Regions from separate parts of the Mus musculus genome. Here all the other regions are linked to region 3. The links are chromatin contacts, called in public Hi-C and HiChIP or PLAC-seq maps. All regions are on one chromosome and are shown on one strand. Each heading gives the region's core, a stretch centred on a gene start, on an enhancer-like site or on the middle of the called end of the contact. The rest is flanking DNA. Distances are from core to core; before and after follow the strand shown. Region 1 has its middle 4.2 kb from the start of Gm31452. Region 2 overlaps Ipo11 (importin 11). Region 3 holds the start of Dimt1 (DIM1 dimethyladenosine transferase 1-like (S. cerevisiae)).

Region 1 (3,310 bases), core at 201-2,700, 110 kb before region 3:
GTATTAGAGACTTCCCGAGGCTCTTTTGAGGTTTTTTCTTTCTGTTCTCAGGAGCTTCTTCGGGAGATGGGGTGTTTCCGTCTCAGAGGAAACTGCTCTACAACACTTCAAGCAGGGAAGCCTGGTGGCTGGACACAGACATCGTCCTGCAATCCGCTCAACATCTTCCACACACTCCTGAGATGCCCCAAGAACTGCGTGGTTACTTGCTCCTGTTTATCTGGATTTCGTGTTCTGTCTTTTGTACTATTGACTCTGTACTGTCCTTGCTCCTGCTGCCGGCATAGAAAACTACATTCCAGGCCTCAGTTGGAGCCATGATGAGGATTTCAGGACCCTACGTGGCTCATTCACCTCAAATTCTGCTTGGATTAATGTTGCTCAAACTCCCCACCAGTCCTCCCTCTGATCCTCCTCTCTATATAGCTTTCATCACATTGGATTTTTCTTTCCATGGTATGTGATGTCACTAGACCACCCTAGCCATTTCTAAAACAGGTATTTCTCACCAGCCAGCCCTCATAACTCTGACTCTATACCTAACTATTAATTTTTAATAAATCATTCTATTTTGAACCATATGTTAGAATTTTTAGGTTGCCGTTAAAAGTATGTATGAATATACACACAGAGATAGGCTACATAATCTTTAAACATAGGAGGGGAGGTGACTTGAACCCTCCTTAGTTACGGTATAAATCGTACATCCGTGACTATCTCCAAGTTCCCAAAACTTTCAGAAATGTTTTGCCTTGTGCTGCAGTAGTTCTCTGGCTCAGTTCCACTTCAGTCTCGCTAAAACAGAAAGGATAAGGCAGGCACCGATCACATCTCCTGCCAGCCTAGGGCTCAGCTGCAGATAATGGTTCAGAGCCTTCTGGAAGCTCAGGTGCCAAGTGGTGAGCTGAGGTTCCATTTGCTTTTGCAACAGCGGACTCAGATTCCATTATCTTCCCTTCCCACTCAGGAGCAGGGTTCAGTTACTCGTTAATTTTGAGTGGGTTTCCTAAGAGATGCAGGAAAAGATTTCCTGCAGATGTGAGCTGACAGCCTGGAAGCACTAACAAGGGACGTCATAAAATCCCTTCCTTGGGAGTCTTTATGAAAAGCGAAGCCACATGAGTCTTGTTGAAACGTCACGGAAGTACATAGGAAACGTGGAAGGGGTGAGATGTCATATAATTCAATTATTTTATAGCAACAGATGGACTATTAATTTAAAATAAGAAGCAACATCCAATTAACAGCAGAGTTGGTGATTCCCAAATTCCACAGGTCTTTGAACTGGGAATTGATGGAAACTTCACCTCACTTTCTTGCTCAGCCAAAGTTTTGGTCTCTGTGTTACACAAGCAACATGCTGCAATTGCTACTCAATATCAGAAGAGGCTGCCTGCCTTCTCCTGTGTGGTTCTGCTGCTTGGAATCACGTGGAGGCTTTCTGATGTGGGTAGGCTGTGGGATGTGGGTTTTTTATTGCTCAAGTTCGCCTCTGCTCACTCCCTCCCTGTATTTCTTATGCTGAAAGAGGATGAGCAATGAATACCTGTTGCCCAAGTCTCTCAGTAGACAAAAACAGAGTTCTGCTTTGGCACCAACGCAATCAGGTTCCACACTTGGCTGTAGTGATTTCATACTTCAACCATCTTGTCAACCAGAAGGCATAGCAACAGTCCACATCCTAAGCTGTGAGTTCAGATCCCTTTTCATTTGTCGGCTCATATAAATGCAGTTTCATTTATGGGTTGTTAATGGCAATCCCTCATTACATGAGCAAATGCCTGTGGAGAACACACACCATGCTCTTCTTAGGAAGTTTATTTAAAGTCACTAGGTTAATAGGGTGTCTTACTTAGGGTTTCCATTGCTGTGAAGAGATACCATGACCAAGGCAACTCTTATAAAGGACAACATTTAATCGAGGCTGGCTTATAGGCTCAGGGGTTCAGTCCATTATCATCAAGGCAGGAACATGGCACTGTCCAGGCAGGCACAGTGCTGGAGGAGCTGTGGGTGCTACATCTTGTTCTGAAGCAGACAGGAGAAGACTGGCTTCTGGGCAGCTAGGATGAGGGTCTCAAAGCCCACCCCCACAGTGACACACTTCCTCCAACAAGGCCTAACAGTACCACTTCCTATGGGCGAAGCACATTTAACCAGCCACATAGGACGTGGTTAATCAAACAGCTCAAGTTTTTCACTTGGCAACTGCTAAGACAAACCAAGCCTCCAGAGCCATATTCCACAGTCATCTTCCTTCACTGGTTCCTTAACCAGACCTCTTCCCAGTGATGCAACAGGTATATTGTCACTTACTACAGACTCGAGGGTTTTGTTTTATAGTTCATAGTCATGTAATATTCATTTATTAAGTGCCGCGTCTGCTCTCGACCAGCAAGAACGACACGACCACCAGTCCTTCTAACAGCAGTTTATTCAGCAAACTTCAGTCTTCATCTCTCTTCTTTCTCTTCATCTATATCTCCCTCTAACCCCGGGCCTCTCACTCTTATATACTCTCAGTTCCCATCCACTCACAACAGGCCATGTCACCACACCAGGCACGCAGCTTCAGCCAATCAGGTTGGCAGGGGCATGTCTCCACCAAATATGGACTTGTTTACACCGCCAGCATCATGGTACACCTGCGCAGTTCTCAAGATGGTCTTGGCTATTTTCAGGTGTATGAGGAAGTCAGGTACAAGTCATAAGACTTAGCTGCAGTCCCGGGCGCCATCTTGGGACTGCTGCCACACCCACTCCTCACAATTAAGCACTGGATTTAAACTAACAATGTTCACATGCTTTGTTTATATCTCATTTAAATCTCATAACAATACTATAAGAGAGAGGTACTATTATCCCCCAAGTAGGAAAGAGAAACAGAGACATTTAGTAACTTTCTTAAAGCCACCAGGGAGTGAGTACTAGACCCAGGATTTGTTCAGAGGTGTTTATGTTAATACCCATGGAACCTTGCTGCTCTCTGCGTTAGCCAGAGAATCACCTTTCTGCCGTGGGAAGAAGTTAATGTGATGGCTCACAACCTGCCAAAGTGCCTAGAATAAGTGACTGTTGAGACTCTGCACCAAATAGGGAACTTGTAGCAGTCCCACTCTCTGCCCTGCCAAGGCTCAGGGAACATGGCAGAAGAGGGGACAGAAAGAATGTAAGAGCCAGAGGATGGGAGAAGTACTATGCAGGCATGAACTCACTGCAGCTATGGCAACCTGCAGGAGACTCGCTCAAGATCAGGCTATCTGTCAGGATTCCAGCATTCATTGCTAACTGAACTCAGTAGATTACAGAA
Region 2 (3,569 bases), core at 110-2,609, 90 kb after region 3:
TCAGAACGTCAGCCAGACCGGTCATCTGAGCCTTCTCATGAGCAGGGTTCCACGCTTTCATGGTCAGCTTCATACAGCGACCCCACTCTGCCGTCTTCCCCCACTAAAAACTGAACACGCTTGCTCTCTACATACTTTTCTTTATAAACCAGGAAACCCCAGGACCCAGCTCAGGTTTTGGTTGGAAATGAAAAGTCCCAGCCGTGCGCTTTCCTAGCGTTGTTCTGACGACAGAAGGGAAGGGTGCCTTTCTCAGTCTTTAGAGTTTTACTGCTACAGGGTGAATGAGAGCACTGTTACATCTGACCAGCTTATGAATACTGGCTAGATTGTAGTCACGAAAATTTATAAAGAAAGCATGTAAGTTGCTCTTATTTTATTTTCCTTTTATCCAGGCTGGCATTGAACTCACAATCCTCCAGCCTCAACCTCTTGAGTGCTGGAACTATAATTGTGTGTCACCACCCTTGCTGTAACTTAGTTTTTCTTTTTCACTTGTTTGTAGAGATTTTTCTTTTTCTTTTTCTGATGATAAAACATTGTCAATCCTGTCTGATCTTCTATCCTAGAGCTTCCATCCAGCTGCCTTGCAAACGGTAAGCTGCATGCTTGCTGCTTCAGGAACCATAAACAGTCAAAATCCATTAGTAATCATGGTTAAAAACAAACTTGAGTGCTTCAAGTTGCTATAGCAACTTAGTTTTAACTAAAATGAATCATTACCTCACTTAAATTTTGAACAGCTAGTTAATTTGCTCTTTTAAACAATAATTACTGTTTTGGCAGAATTAAGTTCAGAGAATCTCAGAACCTGCTTTAAGATCATCAATGGCTATATCTTTTTATCATCAACAGAATTTTTACAGGTATGTCAGAACACCTTTTGCATTGTTAATAATTATATATTATTTTGGGGTTTGTGTGGTATCAGGAAGTGCCTTTTCAAAGTTCAGATTCGGTCTGATACTTTAGTGCTTAGAGATTTTATTTCCCTGTAAGTATTTCTCACTGTAGGAAGGGCGAGATCAGCGTCCAGTTCCACTGAAGCTGACTACAGAAGATGCACTATCTACGTAACTATATACTCAGCAGTCAGTGTAGCAGTAGCTTACGGCCTATCTTCTTCATTCTTCCTATGAGGGGTCTTACTTGAAAGTGTTTGCTTAGACCTTTAGTACCAATTCTTGAATAATGTGAGACCTTCCAAATTGAGTTTCTTGCCTTTTCAGTATTGTAGCTGTGTTCTTACACATATTGACCTTTGATTGGATTTCAGACATATGCAGCAGGTTTGTGCCAGTCCTTTTATGAGCTGCTACCAGAGATTACTACAGAAGGTCAAGTTCAAGTGCTGAAGGTATTGTCATTTTAAATTGATTGTCATGCTGATATTGGTGAGGCCGAGCCTCCATAGAATGGATGGCTGAGAAAGAGAGAAACTGATTGAATTCTAGCGAGTGTTCAATTTGGCCGAATTCCTTCCTCTGTACCAAAGGCATCAAATTTGAATGTGTGTACAAGTCACCTAGAGGTCTTGTTAAAATGCAGTTTTGGATTTCTCATTTTTTTTGTTTTGTTTTGGCTTGTTTTTATAATTTATTTTTAATAATTTTATAAATATTTTTATTTTATATACATTATTGATTTGACTGCAGGTATGTCTGAGTGAGGTGTCGGATCTCCTGGAACAGGAATTACAGACAGTTGTGAGCTGTCATGTGGGAGTTAGAATTGAACCCAGATCCTCTGGAAGATCACCTGTGCTCTTAATCACTGAGCCATCTCTCCAGCCCCCTGCTAATACGATTGTAGCTGATTGGAATAATGTCTATCCTAAAACCTCATTGGATAGAGATGAGTTAAAAGCCTTTTACCAACTTGTCCTAAACCTAGCAACCTTCAGTGTACCTTAAGTTTTCAGTTGTTTTGATAGTGTTCTAGGTATTCTAGTGGGAAGCAAGCCTCACCATGAGCTACACCCTCACCTTGGCAGCCTGCCTCCCAGACCGGGACTCAGACGTTAGTCTTCGTATGCTAAGCAGCAGTGGTCACTGCTTAGTTAGTCTTAGTTAGTCTACATTTGGGACAACAATTTCACTGACAGTTTTAACTTTAGTATTGAAGTTAGAAGCTAGATTTGTTGGGATCTTGTCCAGTTAAGAGCCAGTATCCTGTGAACTGTATGTATTATCTTTATATGACCTTCTATGAAAGAAATGCTATAACATGAGTATAGTAGCTAACGTATAACTGTATTAAACTATATCATAATATGTATATGCACATATGTATCCATATTTTACATATGGAATTTGAAAGCTGTAGCTGTTAAATGTCTTAATTTCTTAGCTGTGTTTTATATCAAATAAGAGAAGTAAATTCTGGCTAGACAAAGTCTTACTTTTTTAAAACTTTGTTAATTTTTTGGTTTTTTTTTTTTTCTAGACTGGGTCTCACTCTGTAGGTTTGGCTATCTTAGAACTCACTGTGTTGACCAGACTGTCCTCAAACACACAAAGATCCACCTACCTCTCTTCCCCAAGTGTTGGGATTCAAGGCGTGCACCACTATGCCTGGCAAAGTCTTTCAATCTTGACAATTACTTTTTTGTTATGAAAACTATGGCATGGGCTGGTGAGATGGCTCAGTGGGTAAGAGCACCCAACTGCTCTTCTGAAGGTCAGGAGTTCAAATCCCAGCAACCACATGGTGGCTCACAACCATCCGTAACGAGATCTGACTCCCTCTTCTGGAGTGTCTGAGGACAGCTACAGTGTACTTACATATAATAAATAAATAAATAAATAAATAAATAAATAAATAAATCTTTAAAAAAAAAGAAAACTGTGGCATTATCTTAGATCTTCAAGGTGAATTTTCTTCTAGTGGAACTCACTATAAAACGTTTATTTCCTATTAATCAATACATAGATACACAGATTTAACAGGAATAATAACCAGTTAGCACTCTGAGTGTATTGTCTGTTTTCGGTGGACACACACATATATATTCTAGATATTTATGTAAGTGTATACATGGTTGGTTTGACTTATAAATTGGGTATATTTGGGGTTATTTGTTAATATATTCAGTCATTTACCTTGTGGGTCAGGAATTAGAAACTTTTTTCTGCAAGTAGTTGAGTAAATGCTTTGTTCTGTGGCCCAGAATCCACTCCAACCTAGATTTTCTCTCACTGACCCTCTTTTCCTTCAGGTACTTAACTGCAGTCTCATAGAACATGCATTTATTTATTGATTTATCTTACACCTCCTCCAGTTAGAATGCAAGATCAATAACAGCAGCAGTTTTAGCAGGCCTGGTGACTGCTATATTTCCAGCACATATCAAGCCCACTAATAAATGTTTGCTCGATAATTGCAAGGAAAAAAATGAATTGAACTACTACTTAGTAGTATTTAGTTTGTTATTTCAAGTACTCATTATTGATATTGTCTATGAGTTATCACTCTTAGAGAAAATTGTCATATTATCTTAGTATTATCTATGTATTTTAAAATCTTTCTTCTACTGGACTCCTTTGTTCGTCTGTAAGTTTCTCCACTAT
Region 3 (3,512 bases), core at 548-3,047:
TAGAAAGATCTCATTTTTAGAGATAAAATTTCTAAGGGCCCACTAACTACTATTGGAACAATGCCAATTTATTAAAACATTCACATTTGTAAACCAGCTGAGCTAATTTGAGAGTAACACACGAAACCCCACTTTTACCTTTTTGGCCTTTTCTAACAGCTTGACAGTCATATTGCCAGTCCCAGGCCCAACTTCCAGCACCACATCGGTAGGTCTTAAAGCAGCCTATAAATAAACACAACTCCTTTATGCTCTGGCCCACTTGAACACAAAGTCTGTAAGTGACTGTTTCTGTTTATCAATGTACAGTTAAAGACATTTTACTCTGGCTTCATTTTTTTCAGGGTTTATGTGGTTAACAGCAGTAGTACCTCAAAGGCATTAGGTATAAGTGAAAACCTGTATTTCCTAACTTAGGGGATATACTCAGCTTCTGGAGCCAGAACAAAAGCAAGAGCAATCGGTTCTACTGGTGGGTTCCTGCTTTCTACATTGGCAATAATTCCAGCAAACTGTAACTAATTGTAACTTCCAAAGAGTTCAAATGGGAAAGAGTGCATTCAAATGGAAAAGATTTCTCAATTCTTAACCACTGTACAGTTTTAAGAATATAGTAACCATACAAAACGTTACCAGTGTGCATATGCTTATGAGTAGAATATTCGGTGAGACTGGAGAACTATACTCTATGGCTCCAGGATGCTCCCTGTACCGTCTGTATTTTACCTCCAGGCCCTCAATCCTCCATAAGCACAGCACAGTAACCCATACAGAAGGAATCCTCCAAACAGTTCATATGCAGTACCATATCTTTTCCTGAGGAACAAACTCAGTGTGATTTGGACGTAAATTTACGGTCTGGAATAAAAAGAGTAACGATGATGTACTTAGAAAGTGATCAAAATGATACACGCTTGCAAAGTGGAGTTCAAGGCTGGCTTTGACACACACCATGTTTGAGGCCACCCTGAATTACATGAGACCCAGTTCCAAAAACAAGATGGAGCCTCCAAAAAGTGGAAATAATCTGGAAATCACTGGGCAATTCTCAACCCATCCAACATATACATACAGAGCAACTATTCTGTCAGGCACCCTATCTTGGTTTATATTTTCTTAGTATGTAGGCTGCGGTCGAGCATATCACCCTGCCTCAGCTTCCCCAAATGCTGGGATAATTATGGGCATGCAACTTAGGCATACAGGCATTAAGTAGTCAGAAAAATACAATCCACAAACGCTCTGCCTTTCATCGTTAACACCCACCTTATCGATGATGCTGTTAACAATTAGAGGATTTTTCAAAATGTGTTGTCCGATCCCTGTGTTGAACATGAGTCCTGAAATAAAACACGAAGCAGCCTTAATTTCCCAACTTTTCAAGAACCGATCTCAGGCCGTCCCAGAGAAGCAGGATGGACCCGGGACGGTTTCTGCTCCAATGCATCCACAAGCGCCGCGCTCCCGGCCGGGGTTGGGATGTATCTTTGAGTCCATCCATCCCTCCTGCTGGCAAGGAAGACCAGGCGCGCGCGGGGAAGGGTCAGCGCTGAGCGCCCACCCTCCTCGGGGCGGCTAGAGGCGCAGGCCACCGTAGGGCTCCCCCGCCGCGGGTCAGTCCCAAGCATCCTCCACACCGCACCTCCAGCTCGCTTCAGCTCCCGGCGCTGCTCCTGACGATCCCGCCGGCGGCTACTCGCTGCGGACTTGGCCTTCGGCATCTTCTCGGAGGAGTCCCTGTGCCAAGCGAAAGCAGCCGGGAACCGCGTGGAAGTCGCCCTCAGTCGCCGTCACGACTAGGCGCCCGAGAGGCCCACTTCCCCGCCCACTGCGATCACCGACCCACCCAGTCAGCGGCAGGCCGGAGCCCAGTGGCTGCTGGGAATTGTAGTCTCTTATGGGCTCCTCCCGCGGCAAGGCGGACTCGAGCCCAGTGGCTGCTGAGATTGTAGTTTCTGTCTGGTGAGCTCCTCCGGAGGCAAGGCTGGCTCCAGCGGGTTAGCCACCGGATTTTAGAGTTTTAGCTGGAGCAACAACTTCCCCAAGAGCCCGATTTCCCAGAGGAAACCGCGCCGCTCAGGCAGGCAGTTAGGATTGGTTGGGTCTCGGCAAATTGGGTGCTTCATTTGGCACTGCCCTGGGACATTCTGATATCTGCGGAAAGATCTCTCGTGTCTCTCCTGTTTCCCTGCAGGTTGTGGGCTGAGAAGCCTAGGCTCGATGGACACGGAGCTTGGTGGTTTAGGGTAACATGTCTCTCCGTTGTGGAAAGCAGTTAGATTAGAATTAGCTCTCGTTCCAACACGGCACTTACTGGTTACTTCTCTATGCTTTTTGTTCATTTTCTCGTCGTTTTGCTGAGTTCCAGCACTGGAATGTCATAGTTAAAATATGCTGCTCTCAATGTTTATTTATTGAAAGATAAAGGCTATAACAATTTCAAAACCCTGTAAATGGGATTGATTACAGGTATGTGTTGGATATTGTAATGGGATTATACGCCGGGCTGTAACATACAGAATAAAAGATTCATGGCTGTTTTTCTTGCCAGTGTAATGTTTCGGTTTTAATTTTTCTGTTTGTGCGCTGAAGAAAGTCTTTGCAATCAACCACCAAAGGCTACTGCTAAGAACCTGTTCCGTAGCCTAGGTTTTTGTTTGTTTGTTTTGGTTTTTGGTTTGTTTTGTTTTTCAAGACCGGGTTTCTCTGTATAGCCCTGGCTGTCCTTGGAACTCACTTTGTAGACCAGGCTGGCCTCGAACTCAGAAATCTGCCTGCCTCTGCCTCCCAAGTGCTGGGATTAAAGGCGTGCGCCACCACCGCCCGGCTTTTTTTTTTTTTTTTTTTTTTCTCGTAGCCTAGGTTTTAGTCCTTCCTTTCTTTGCTGTAATTCGAGCACAGGGAAAGTTCTAAAATATCCTAATATAATCTTTTATTTATAGTCGACTATTATGGGGTTCCCACCAAGGAGCACTTGAACACTGCCTATGAGCCAATGGAAAGCCTTTCTTCCAGCCGCAGGTGACTACAGCTGGGTATTCCGGACCCAAGTTCATTCATCTCTGAGCCTGGAAAGCCCTCAAGGTTCCCATCCCGCAGTTGCAAGCTAACTACAGTTACAAAAGCCAAAATACGCGATTAGCAAAAAAAAAAAAAAAAAAAAAAAAAAAAAAAAAAATTATGGCGTTGTTTTTCTTTCTGGAACTTAAGCTTCCCCTCGCAGTTACTGGCACTCAGCAATTCAAAGTTCCTTCGTGGAATCTGAACATGACATCACCACTGCTTTTACAAATAGCTTATTTTTAAAAGGGGGAGGTGTGCAGTCTCACACACCTAGCAATACCCCAGACTCCTGGTCTACCTCCCAGGGACATGGCGCCAGCCTTCTCTTCCCTATGGCAGCAGCACTGCGCATGCTAGACTTCACACTCGGCCCCAAAGCTGATGTTGAGACCATGCTGAAAGGCCTTCAGTTCATTTTTCAGATGCAAGGTCACTGCACACCTATCAGG

What was found. Hi-C and Micro-C count contacts between places; a contact is called where the count stands out from the background. HiChIP or PLAC-seq counts read pairs in DNA pulled down with a chosen protein or histone mark.
Region 1: a contact with region 3 is called in a Hi-C map of CD8 T cells, with 2.0 times the contacts expected there. The contact joins the enhancer-like site here to the promoter of Dimt1 in region 3. A contact is called at or near these places in 5 of 39 promoter capture datasets (the C10 cell line, the HPC-7 cell line, HPC-7-derived erythroid cells and 2 more), 4 of 484 Hi-C or Micro-C datasets (CD4 T cells, CD8 T cells and fetal liver), 11 of 115 datasets of contacts at active chromatin or transcription factors (the 230-238 cell line, the SCID.adh cell line, bone marrow-derived macrophages and 6 more) and 3 of 9 other capture datasets (adipose tissue, liver and pancreatic islet).
Region 2: an H3K27ac HiChIP or PLAC-seq map of embryonic stem cells shows a contact between it and region 3, with 5 read pairs. The contact joins the enhancer-like site here to the promoter of Dimt1 in region 3. A contact is called at or near these places in 19 of 39 promoter capture datasets (the 3T3-L1 cell line, 3T3-L1-derived adipocytes, the C10 cell line and 12 more), 1 of 484 Hi-C or Micro-C datasets (embryonic stem cells), 3 of 115 datasets of contacts at active chromatin or transcription factors (the SCID.adh cell line and embryonic stem cells) and 3 of 9 other capture datasets (adipose tissue, liver and pancreatic islet).

What each region holds. Positions count from the first base shown.
Region 1 is chr13:107,057,816-107,061,125 of GRCm38.p6, reverse strand. No RefSeq gene overlaps it. Among named protein-coding and RNA genes, the nearest start is that of Gm31452, 4.2 kb to the left of the region's middle. Within about 2 kb of position 1,450, at least 38 of the 459 cell types and tissues checked have an H3K27ac peak or open chromatin away from gene starts, as enhancers often do. A contact at or near this core is called in CD8 T cells, where this site is marked.
Region 2 is chr13:106,854,526-106,858,094 of GRCm38.p6, reverse strand. It overlaps Ipo11 (importin 11), which reads left to right. Exons shown (of 30, transcript NM_029665.4): 23 at 787-866; 24 at 1,277-1,357. Among named protein-coding and RNA genes, the nearest start is that of Lrrc70, 20 kb to the right of the region's middle. Within about 2 kb of position 1,359, at least 5 of the 459 cell types and tissues checked have an H3K27ac peak or open chromatin away from gene starts, as enhancers often do. A contact at or near this core is called in embryonic stem cells, where this site is marked.
Region 3 is chr13:106,945,414-106,948,925 of GRCm38.p6, reverse strand. Dimt1 (DIM1 dimethyladenosine transferase 1-like (S. cerevisiae)) reads right to left here and starts at 1,797. Exons shown (of 12, transcript NM_025447.4): 1 at 1,643-1,797; 2 at 1,267-1,340; 3 at 139-225. The coding sequence starts at 1,721.